Linked DNA regions of Gossypium hirsutum: region 1 is linked to region 2. A link is a contact called in public Hi-C data. All regions are on one chromosome and are shown on one strand. The core of a region is the stretch at or near the end of the contact, and the rest is flanking DNA. Distances in the headings are between cores, read along the strand shown. Region 1 holds the start of LOC107917720 (protein PHOX1). Region 2 holds the start of LOC107904835 (protein OS-9 homolog).

Region 1 (5,390 bases), core at 577-3,076, 310 kb after region 2:
CAAATTGTGTCTCTTGAACGACCATCTGCTTTCTCATAAGTCTCATATACTCTTGAAGAGCCAAGAACTGCTACAGGGTGCCTTTTTGTTGAAAGGGAGTGACAACCCCTGAATGGTAGAGATATTCAAGTCTAAAGGACTAGAAGCCCCTCTATAAATTGTGTTGTCAAGGTTTTCTGGTCTATCGACGAACCATCTGGCGAATAAGTCTGTTTTATTGTGCTGGTCACTAGAACCTATTGCTCCAGCCTGTCCTGATGAAGAGTTGAGAGCGAAATTTTAACTTTGGTAAGCCATTTGCTTCGAAAATTGAAGAAAACTTAATCAAACTTAAAAAAATCTGATGATCAGAAGTTCGTCCACGCTCACCGCACCAATTATTGAGTAATATTTTCTCGTATGTTATTGATAGGAGTGTTCGGGTATTTATACATGTTGCTACAGATGCTATTATACCTCATGATAGGACCCCACTATTTTGTCTTGACTCTGCTATCTCTAGTATTGACATTTTTTGTCCCTAGTACTGACATTCTTTACGAACTTCAAGTTTGCTGGGCACGTATTTATGGAACACGTGATCCTTTCTGTTTCTGGGACTAACATTCTGAGCAGGCTTCGTACCTGCTGAACACGTGTTTGGGTAGCTTGCGGAGCACGTGGCCCCTACATGCAAGCTCTCTAAGTCCCTACGAGTTAGGCCTTTTGTTACGAGTTGGGTCCTTGGCTTTTCCTTGCGAACTGAGTCTATGAACTTGCTCTGCAAGTAGGGCCCGCAAGCTTGCCTTGCTGTCTTCTCATGGCTCGCTTCGCACTTAATCTTTGGGTGGAACCTATTCAAATCATGGATCGAAGAGGGCTCGAATTGGTAATTACTAATATATAACACTACTTTTGTTACCGTATCATTAATTTATTATGTCCATTGCATTAGCTCTCCCATCATGACCTTCAATGGAAACGATGATGTGAGCTTGAATGAAAAAGATAATATCAAGGATTTACAATACGGAATTTTTTTTATCATTTGAAGGAAAAAAAATTGATATTTTCATAGTTGCGTAGAGACGGAGGGTGGAGGACATTGGGATTGTGGCGGTGACTCCTAACAAAAGTAAATAGTCAACATCACGTTTCCGTAGGAATCTTCTTTCCAACAACACTTGTCTTGCCGTTTACCGTTTGCACTCCAACTTGCTTTGGAAGTTGCTTCAGACCCACCACCCTTGAGGCTTTTTATTTATTATTTATACATGTGGTTGAAATTACAAGACAAACATTTCTATTTTATCATCCTTATTATTTTATTCCCATTTTCTGCCAAAAAATTGAGATTTTAAACATGACTTCTTCCAACCTGCCCTTCAACTTTAAAGCTAAGGAATTCTGAACCTTTGTCACGTGTTTTACTATTCTTCTTTATTGCTTTAATATTTATTTATTTATTTCATAAATAATTTTAAAAAATTGTTATGTATATTTTTCCCCCATATATCAACGATTCAACCTTTAGGATTAAAATTTATAAAACTTCAAACCAAATTTATTAAGCTATTACTAAATAAATATAATTAGATTTTTATAATTATTTGGATTGGAAGTAGCAAAATCTAAAGAAGCTGACAAGTTTATTCTCTAATGACAAATGAAGGTGGCAATAGTCAAAAAAACAAATCTCTGCCTTTGGCCGTTTTATCAAACGTTACCAAGGAACCTGGAATCCCTTGGAAAATGGGTCCTTTTTATTTTTTCTGAAAAAAAAAAAACAAAACAAAACACAAAGAAAGCTTTTTGTGGCGTTCACGTTAAGCTGAAATTCACGTTGTAAAAAAAAACACAAAAAAAGCTACACTAAAATATAAAACAGAACGTTGGTCTGTTTTCTTTTCTTCCGTATTCTCCCTGCAACACACATATTCCATTTTCTCACAAAAACATTATCTTTTTCAATTTTCCTGGAAAAGTTCCACACCTCATTTCCCCCACATAAATAATCCCTTGCCTTCAAATTTCCTTCTTTATTTTTGGTTTTGCATCAAGGTCTTATCTTTTTAGCTGAAACTGAGCGTGCCTATTATTCTGTTCCTCTCTCAACTGGGATTTCTTAATACTTCGTTAAGGGCTGACAGCTTCTAGTTTTGAGGTGGTAAAGATAATATATCTTTTTTCTATTCCCATTTTGGTATCTGGGTTTTAATTCTTTTTAGGTGTCTAAGAGCTTTTGTTTTGGAGTGCTTGTCATATCTGCTGTATTTGAACTGGTTTTTGAATCTTTATTCATATTAAAAGTTATAAAAAGTTTTAAGGTCTTTTTGGTGGTGGGAGCTTGCTTGTGGTTTTAGCTACTGGGGTTGAGCTTTTTTAAACTTGTGTAAGAAGTTAGTTCAGAACCAGGGTAGGGATTTGTTTTCTTAGTCAGGGTTTCTGGATTGAGTCACGTAATATAGTTGGGGTTGGATTTGCAATGGGGAAGCATAGTGGAAAGCACAAGAAGCAAACAGGGGATAATAATGTGAAGCAAAAGAAAGTTGGAGACAAGAGTTCGAAATCATATGATTCAGACACGGCAGTTTTCATTGCCATGTCTCAAGAACTGAAAGAAGAGGGGAACAAACTGTTTCAGAAAAGGGATCATGAAGGAGCAATGTTGACATATGAGAAGGCTCTCAAATTGCTCCCAAAGAATCACATAGATGTATGCCATCTTAGGACTAATATTGCTGCATGTTATATGCAGATGGGATTGAATGAGTACCCCAAGGCTATCCATGAGTGTGATTTGGCATTAGAGGTTACTCCCAAGTATAGCAAGGCACTTGTAAAGAGAGCCAGGTGTTACGAATCTTTGAATAGGCTGGAATTAGCTTTCAGAGATGTTAATACAGTTCTTAACATGGAGCCTAATAATGTCATGGCAATAGAGATTTCAGAAAGGGTAAGAAGCTCACTTGAGAAAGAAGGTTTACCTGTTGAATTGCCTCTAGAATCCGTTGAACCTCCAAGTACTTCGAAAACTCCGACAGTTGTTAAAGAGAAAACCAAGAAGAAGATCAGCAAAGCTAAAGAATCTGTTGAACCTCCAAGGGGTTCATTAATTTCGGAAGTTGTCCAAGAGAAAACAGAGAAGAAGAACAAGAAAAAGATCAGTAAAGCTGAAGAATCTGTTGAACCTCCAAGGAATTCACAAATTCCAGAAGTTGTCGAAGAGAAAACCGAGAAGAAGAACAAGAAGAAGATCAGTAAAGCTAAAGATAACAAGGCTGCGGATCGAATTGAGGACAAGGAGGTTGATGGAAATGTAGAGGAAAAGAAGGCTGAGGATAAACTGGTTATAGAGGAGAAAATTAGCAGTAAAGCGGAAGAACCAAAGAAGACTGTCAAGTTGATTTTGGGTGAAGATATAAGATGCGCTCAGTTACCACTTAATTGCAGCCTTCTTCAACTAAGGGAAGTAATTCATGATCGATTTCCTAGTTTGAGAGCAGTTCTTGTCAAATACAGAGATGAAGAAGGTGATTTAGTCACAATCACCAGTGATGAAGAGTTGAAATTGGCTGAAATATCAGCAGAATCCCAGGGTTCTGTGAGGCTGTATGTTGTAGAAGTCAATCCTGAGCAGGATCCACTCTTCGAGAGATTTAAGCATGAGGAAGTTCACATTCTTGACATCAAACAAGGTAAGGCAACTGAAAATGGCCATGCCAGAAAAGTTGCGGAAACCAGAAAAGAATCGTGTTGCATTGATGACTGGATAATTGAGTTTGCTCAACTATTCAAGAACTATGTTGGGTTTGATTTAGACGCATACTTGAATCTCCATGAGCTTGGTATGAAGCAATATTCTGAGGCCATGGAGGACATAGTTACAAGTGAAGAGGCACAGGATCTTTTCGACATGGCTGCTGAGAAATTCCAAGAGATGACAGCATTAGCATTGTTCAACTGGGGAAATGTTCACATGTCCAGGGCAAGGAAGAGGGTATACTTCACTGAAGATGGTTCGAGAGAATCTGTACTTAAGCAGATAAAAAAAACCTATGATTATGCACAATTAGAATATAGCAAAGCTGGTAAGAGATATGAGGAAGCACTGAGAATCAAGCCAGATTTCTATGAAGCTCATCTAGCTCTAGCACAACAACAGTTTGAGCAGGGAAAACTTTCTTGGTATTATGCAATTGGCAACAATGTTGATCTGGAAACATGGCCTTCTGAGGTGGTCCTGCAGCTTTATAACAATGCTGAGGAAAATATGGAGAGGGGTATGCAGATGTGGGAAGAGTTAGAACAGCAGCGCCTGCGTGAGGTTTCTGATTTGAAGGATGAACAAAAGCAGTTGAAGAAAATGGGATTGGATGGTTTACTGAAAGATATAACAGCAGATGAAGCAGCAGAGCAGGCAATCAACATGAGTGCTCAGATAAACATTTTATGGGGCACCATACTTTACGAACGTTCGAACATGGAATTTAAACTAGGGCTACCTGTCTGGCATGAATGTTTGGAGGTTGCTGTTGAGAAGTTTGAGCATGCTGGAGCTTCTCCCACTGATGTAGCTGTTATGGTAAAGAACCACTGTTCAAATAACATTGCTTTGGAAGGTAACCTATGGTTAGAAATTCATAACTTTGTGTCATCAACTGGACATCTGCTTACCCCTTGAAAAGCACTAACTTACCTTTCTATCACTTGCAGGTTTAGGGTTTAAGATTGACGAGATAATACAGGCATGGAATGAGATGTATGAAGCTAAAAAGTGGCAGAGCAAGATTCCATCATGGCGACTAGAACCATTACTTAGACGGCGAGTTTCCAAAATTTATCATGCACTGGAGCATGCATAAGTTCCATACTGTTTTGATTGGGATTTACAGGAGAACGTTTGGTCAAAAGACCATTGTTAAGTGCTTCATATTATCTGAAGTGATATGAAGTACTGCATTAAAGTTAGGTAAGCTGATTCTTTCTTTAGTACAAAAAGCAATTGACCATGTCACGAAATCTTTTGCAATTCATATTATGCACTTCAAAATTTCACTTTTGATATGTTCGCTAAACTGGTTTGTGACATCCAATTACATGTTTTCAGAAAATTGTATGCAATTTATTTAAACCATTCATTGCCATGAATAACATAGGAGCATCCCTTGTGCAGGTTTTATTGCCATTATCTTTTACATCAAGTATCAGTCTTGAACTTTCAGATTCAATGGAGAGACTACTGGATTGCTGAAAGTTGTGTGATATGATTTTGAAGAAATAGGTTCAGTTTACATCAATACATGTGTTGGGGAGGAGTTGAAGCATGAGAGCAGGGATCCGATGTTTTTTTTATGCTTTCTGCTTTGGTCTTCATCAGCTTCTCCCCTCAAAACAAGTAGGAAAAAACA
Region 2 (5,005 bases), core at 1,868-4,367:
GTTATAAAAAAGAAATAAAGATGAAAAACTACAGGATAACCTAAAATTTTAAACCATTTGAGGCCTCACCTTTGTGATGCATCTTTTGAGCGAGGATCTTTTAATGCAGATATGTCAGAGAGATTCTGGTTGAAGGCAGCAGTGGCCTCTTCATCATATACACCCAAGACAAATTCCTGAACCACCTGCAATAATACAAAAATGATAGAAAATGTGCACAAGAAATTAATAAAATCTTCTTTGGAAGCTCACTGTATTCATTAAGGTAATGAACAGGTCATAGTAGGAATACTCAAAATTAATTTTTATGATAGCAAAAGATGCTGCTGCATCTGCATTTATAACTATTATTATATTACTACCACCTATTGTATAAATTGCTACTCAGATCAAATAGATGGTGCAAGCACCATATTCAGTGCCCAAAACCATCAGTTGAGTATCCATAAGGTTCTGCTCATTGAACCTTTTTGTTATATTTTTAGTAATTCATTTCAGAAAATAATGATATTCTGCATCACTGAAGGATACATCACAGACAGAACTCTCATACTAGTTAAAAAAACCAAGTTTAATGTAAATATGAGCACCTTAAATTCAATAAAAAATTCTACCTTATCCTCTTCCACATGTATTTGCCGTAACCGATTTTGATAGCAAAATTCATAAGACCACCAACCCTCTTGCTGCATAGAAAATAGCTGACAAAATAAGCACTAGAGGCAGATATGAAATAAGCAGCACGCAACTTGAAGAAAGAACAAAGGCTTTTTAATTCTTTGCATTAATCTCTGATGACAGCACCATCACTTCACCAGACAGGGTGTAGGAACCAGATGCTCACTCTGATAAAGCATCGATCTTTCAGTACTTCCAGCAGCTCATCAGGCGTCTTCAGTTTAACCTGTTTCTCAGATTCCACAATCATGGTACTAACGTTCTGCTGAGTAACTGGCTTTAGAGTCTTGGTTTTCTCCACCTTAGGCAAGAAACATAAAAAATTCTTTCCATCTTTATTAGGCATAAAAACAGACTCCTGATCATCATCCTGCAAAATGTTCCAGGCATTGTAATAGTAGATCACTAAAAATGGAACTTGATAGGTTCACATCAAAGGAAAACCAGCCCACTAAACTTATATGCACATGGAAAATTATGACAAGATTATGCCAAGATTTTCATTCGTCTTATTACCATTAATAACCCTCTTTTATAGAAACAGCACCAAGTTGCATGCCAAGATTACGTGCTCTCTCCAATTTCAAAATACAAACTTTCTTAAGCATTTGAACACACAGTATGAAACAGTATGTTGCTAGACAAAATGTATACTAGTTTATTTGAACCCACTAATAAGCTGTAAATAATAAGAGCATGTTACGTAGAAAACTTTAAAATAAAAAAGTTCATGCTTACATTAAGAAGTACACATGTAAATAATTTTCAGAATTTTTACATATTACCATTTATAAATTTTACTTGCTCAAGGAAATATGCAGTGGTGAAAATATAGTTGGTTAAGTCATTAAAGATTATGTTCCCTATGGTCTTATATTAAAATTGGACCACTCCACCTATTGCCAGTAGGTTTTAGGTTGGATGTTCAACATGATAAAGCCCAAGTGAACATCCAGATGATGCTTTAAACCAAGGCTTGATGAGCAAAAACTGTTTAAAATTCTAGTCTTACTTACGGGATGGTAGGGAGAGTCTTCAGAATGGAACTCAATCTTGTATTTTGGTTCACGGGAGCTTCGACCAAGTGTGCTAGCTGTTTATCAGTTAAGTAATAGAAAAGCATCAGAAAGCAAAAAAAACTTGATCCCAGTAGAACCAATATTCTAAATACTAAAAAAGAAAGAAAGAATACTATGACATTCCCAATGAATCAGTTGCAATAGTTAGATGGAAACGCTGTATATGATAGAATCACGCACAAAGATGGACTTGGTTGCAACAATTAATAGCTCTTTCTAATGGCATTCGTGGTGAGTGAAGACCACGCATTCTATTTTTTCTTCTTCTTTATTTCATTCTCCGGTTTCATTTGTTTCTAAAGTTCACCCATCTTTATTTAAGAACCAATAACCATTCAATTGACCCAAAGCCACAAAGGTATAAGAACATAAGCAACTTGTGGTTCACCATGTAGGTCAGCTATGATCCATAATATCCAAATTTATCAAACAATCAGCACCTAGCATAACTTTGCTCTCATCAATAAATGCTCACTTTCAAAAGTAGTTGGCATTCACAAATAAAAAACTAAATTCAACTGCAAACTCTTTCTAGTTGTGAAAAAGTATAAAACACTACTGATGCCGAAACCACTTTACTCAGATCATAAAAATATTCATCATATTGTCTTGCAAGAAGCCCTAGAAGTAAAGTAGGCATCAATTCTAGGCTACCGAAGAACCACTGGTATCTCCCATTTGATCACAATACCTAACTGAATCAAATTCCAAAACCACAAAACCCCCTTCTCTAACCAACAAGGGATGTAGCTGTAATAAAGCTCCTTCCTGCCTTTGGTGCTAATTTCACTGCTTAAGCACTACTAATGACTTAGTCATCAATTTTTTTACGGACAAATCGTTCTCCAATTGTGAAAAAAAGAGGAACCTATGAACAACCATATACTACTAATTAACAATAAAAAAGTAGTATGTCTTATAAATAATATAGAAAACATTCATTCATCTAAAACAATAAAATCACTGGGAATAGATATTTTAAGCCCACCTCATGAGCTCAACTCAAAGAAAATCCACAATTTAAAAACACACACACAAAATTAAGATTAATTAACACAAAAGGGGAAAAAACTATGAAATATCGGCTTACCTACATGAGATGGGAAAATCTGATCGGCTAAGACATTGCTGCACACGATACATAAAACTGCTACCAAACTAACAAATAATCTCATATTGCCTTGTACTATTTTTTTCTTTTTCTCTTTTTTAAAAAAAAAACAAAAATATTGAATAATAATTTGTTTTGTGCTTGCTAAGAATAGGTAAACGGAAAAAGATGTATCCAGTACTGTTGAAGATGACTCAAGTCTACGCAGGTTGGCCAATGAGATGTAGCCACGTCATGCAAAGCTGTGACAGTGGCGGAGATGGGCTTCGTTTTGTTTGTGTTTAAAAGCGTAAGCCTTCAACATGTTTATGGACCTAAGCCCGGAAATTATCCCATCTCATAATACAAGGTGAAGTGTTTTAAGGGATAATATAACCTTTAGTCCTTTAACTTGGTAATTTTTTTAACTTTAATCTCTAAACTTTTTTGGTTCACATTAATCTTTAAACTTATCAGTTTTTTTTTAATTTGGTCCCTAAATTTGGATTTCATTAATGCATAATGACATGGCACTCTAAAATTATGTTATATCATCACTTCAATTTTTATAATTTTAAAAAAAATTAATAATTTTTATGTAAATTTTATATATTTAATTTTTCAAGTGATGATATGGCACAATATAGAGTGTTATACCCTAATGCAAACCAAATTCAGTTTCGAAATTTTGGGTAGGGCTGAAAATGAACCGAGCTTAAACAAACAAACATTTGTTTATGTTCATTTGTTTATTTTTAAGTTTTGTTCATGTTCAATTTGTGTTCGTTAAGAATTTTAATTTTTTTTATGTTCGTTTATTTAAAATTATATGTGTTCATGTTCATTTGTTTAATGTTCACAAATATGTTCGTTTAACTTAATCGAACATGTTCACGAACATTAAACGAGCATCTTTATGAACATATAATTGAACATGTTTACGAACAATGTTAATGAATAATAAATAAACAAACAAATGATAAATAAACATATACACACATATATATTATTTAGATATAAAATAGTCAAATATTAATATTAATAATTATATTATAAATGAAAAAAATACAAACCAAGATAATTTTATTAATATATACTAATGGAACAATAAACGAGTTTTAAATGATTTATTAAACGAACTTTAAATGAGCTGGTTCATGAACATAAATAAACTAAATAAGCTTTGTTTGTATTCAGTTCGTTTAATAAACAAGCTTCAAAATCTTGTTCATGTTCATTTATTTAGCTTAATAAACAAACATAAACGAACAAAAATCGAATTGTTCATTGAATGTTCTGTTCATTTACAATCCTAATTCTGAAACTAATGCGGAGAAAAAGTTTTTTGGACCAAGTTGGGAAAATTTCCCAATGTAACTCCCCAAATTTGGGCCTAGAAGGAATAGGCCTTGAGCATGGGAACAGCCAAGAGAGTGCACATAAGTATTTAGTTCTGCAAGAAAATGACACAATTGAGTGTGTGGCTTAGTGGTTGTGTGCTTTGGGAGTGTTTGAGAAGTCCTGGGTTCAAACTTGGGCTTTAGCAAAATTTTTAATTTTAAGTGAATAGGGCTCTGGGTTCTAGAAAGTAGGCTCCTTTAATTAAATTAGGTAAGATATGATACAAAGAGAGTTGTGGTGTAGTGGTAGTGGCATGTTGTGCTTTTAAAGAGGTTAGGGGTTTGAGTCACTCTTTGCACAAAAGAGTATTTATTTTATTCCTAGCTCCTCTTCTTGCTTTTGGATGCCGAATTTAGTTGTGTTCGGTTTGGCCTTTTTGTTGTTGTGGCTGAATAATGCTTATTTCTTTTCGAGTCTTCTCTCTTTTGTGCCTTTGCGATTTATGCTCCCTTTCTAACCCCTTTTTCTTAAAGTTATTGACTTCCGTTCTCCTCTTCTTCATTTGCTTGTTTCTTTTCTTCATGACCGATTGCTGTTGTCCTCCCCCTCAATGCTTTCGATTTTGATTCCATATTCCCCCTCCCTTAATTGTTGAAGTCTCTAGCCCGATTACCTTGACTGTTTTCCTCTTTATCTCATTCAGCTTTGGTTTGTGGTGGTTGAGTCATTCTTTTTCCTTCTCCCTTCTTTTGGTACAATCAGATTCTAGCTAGTCGTCAGTGCTCCTGCGTTGACCTTCTAGGAGCCAATTCTTTCT

What was found. Hi-C and Micro-C count contacts between places; a contact is called where the count stands out from the background.
Region 1: a contact with region 2 is called in a Hi-C map of leaf, with 4 times the contacts expected there. The contact joins the promoter of LOC107917720 here to the promoter of LOC107904835 in region 2. A contact is called at or near these places in 13 of 34 Hi-C or Micro-C datasets (callus, fibers, hypocotyl and 2 more).

The regions. Positions count from the first base shown.
Region 1 is chrA08:31,698,806-31,704,195 of Gossypium_hirsutum_v2.1, forward strand. It overlaps LOC107917720 (protein PHOX1), which reads left to right and starts at 1,827. Exons shown (of 3, transcript XM_016847005.2): 1 at 1,827-4,601; 2 at 4,696-4,951; 3 at 5,156-5,390. The coding sequence starts at 2,465. The coding sequence ends at 4,844.
Region 2 is chrA08:31,388,382-31,393,386 of Gossypium_hirsutum_v2.1, forward strand. It overlaps LOC107904835 (protein OS-9 homolog), which reads right to left and starts at 3,118. Exons shown (of 8, transcript XM_016831371.2): 1 at 2,848-3,118; 2 at 1,695-1,771; 3 at 845-1,048; 4 at 615-686; 5 at 70-185. The coding sequence starts at 2,932.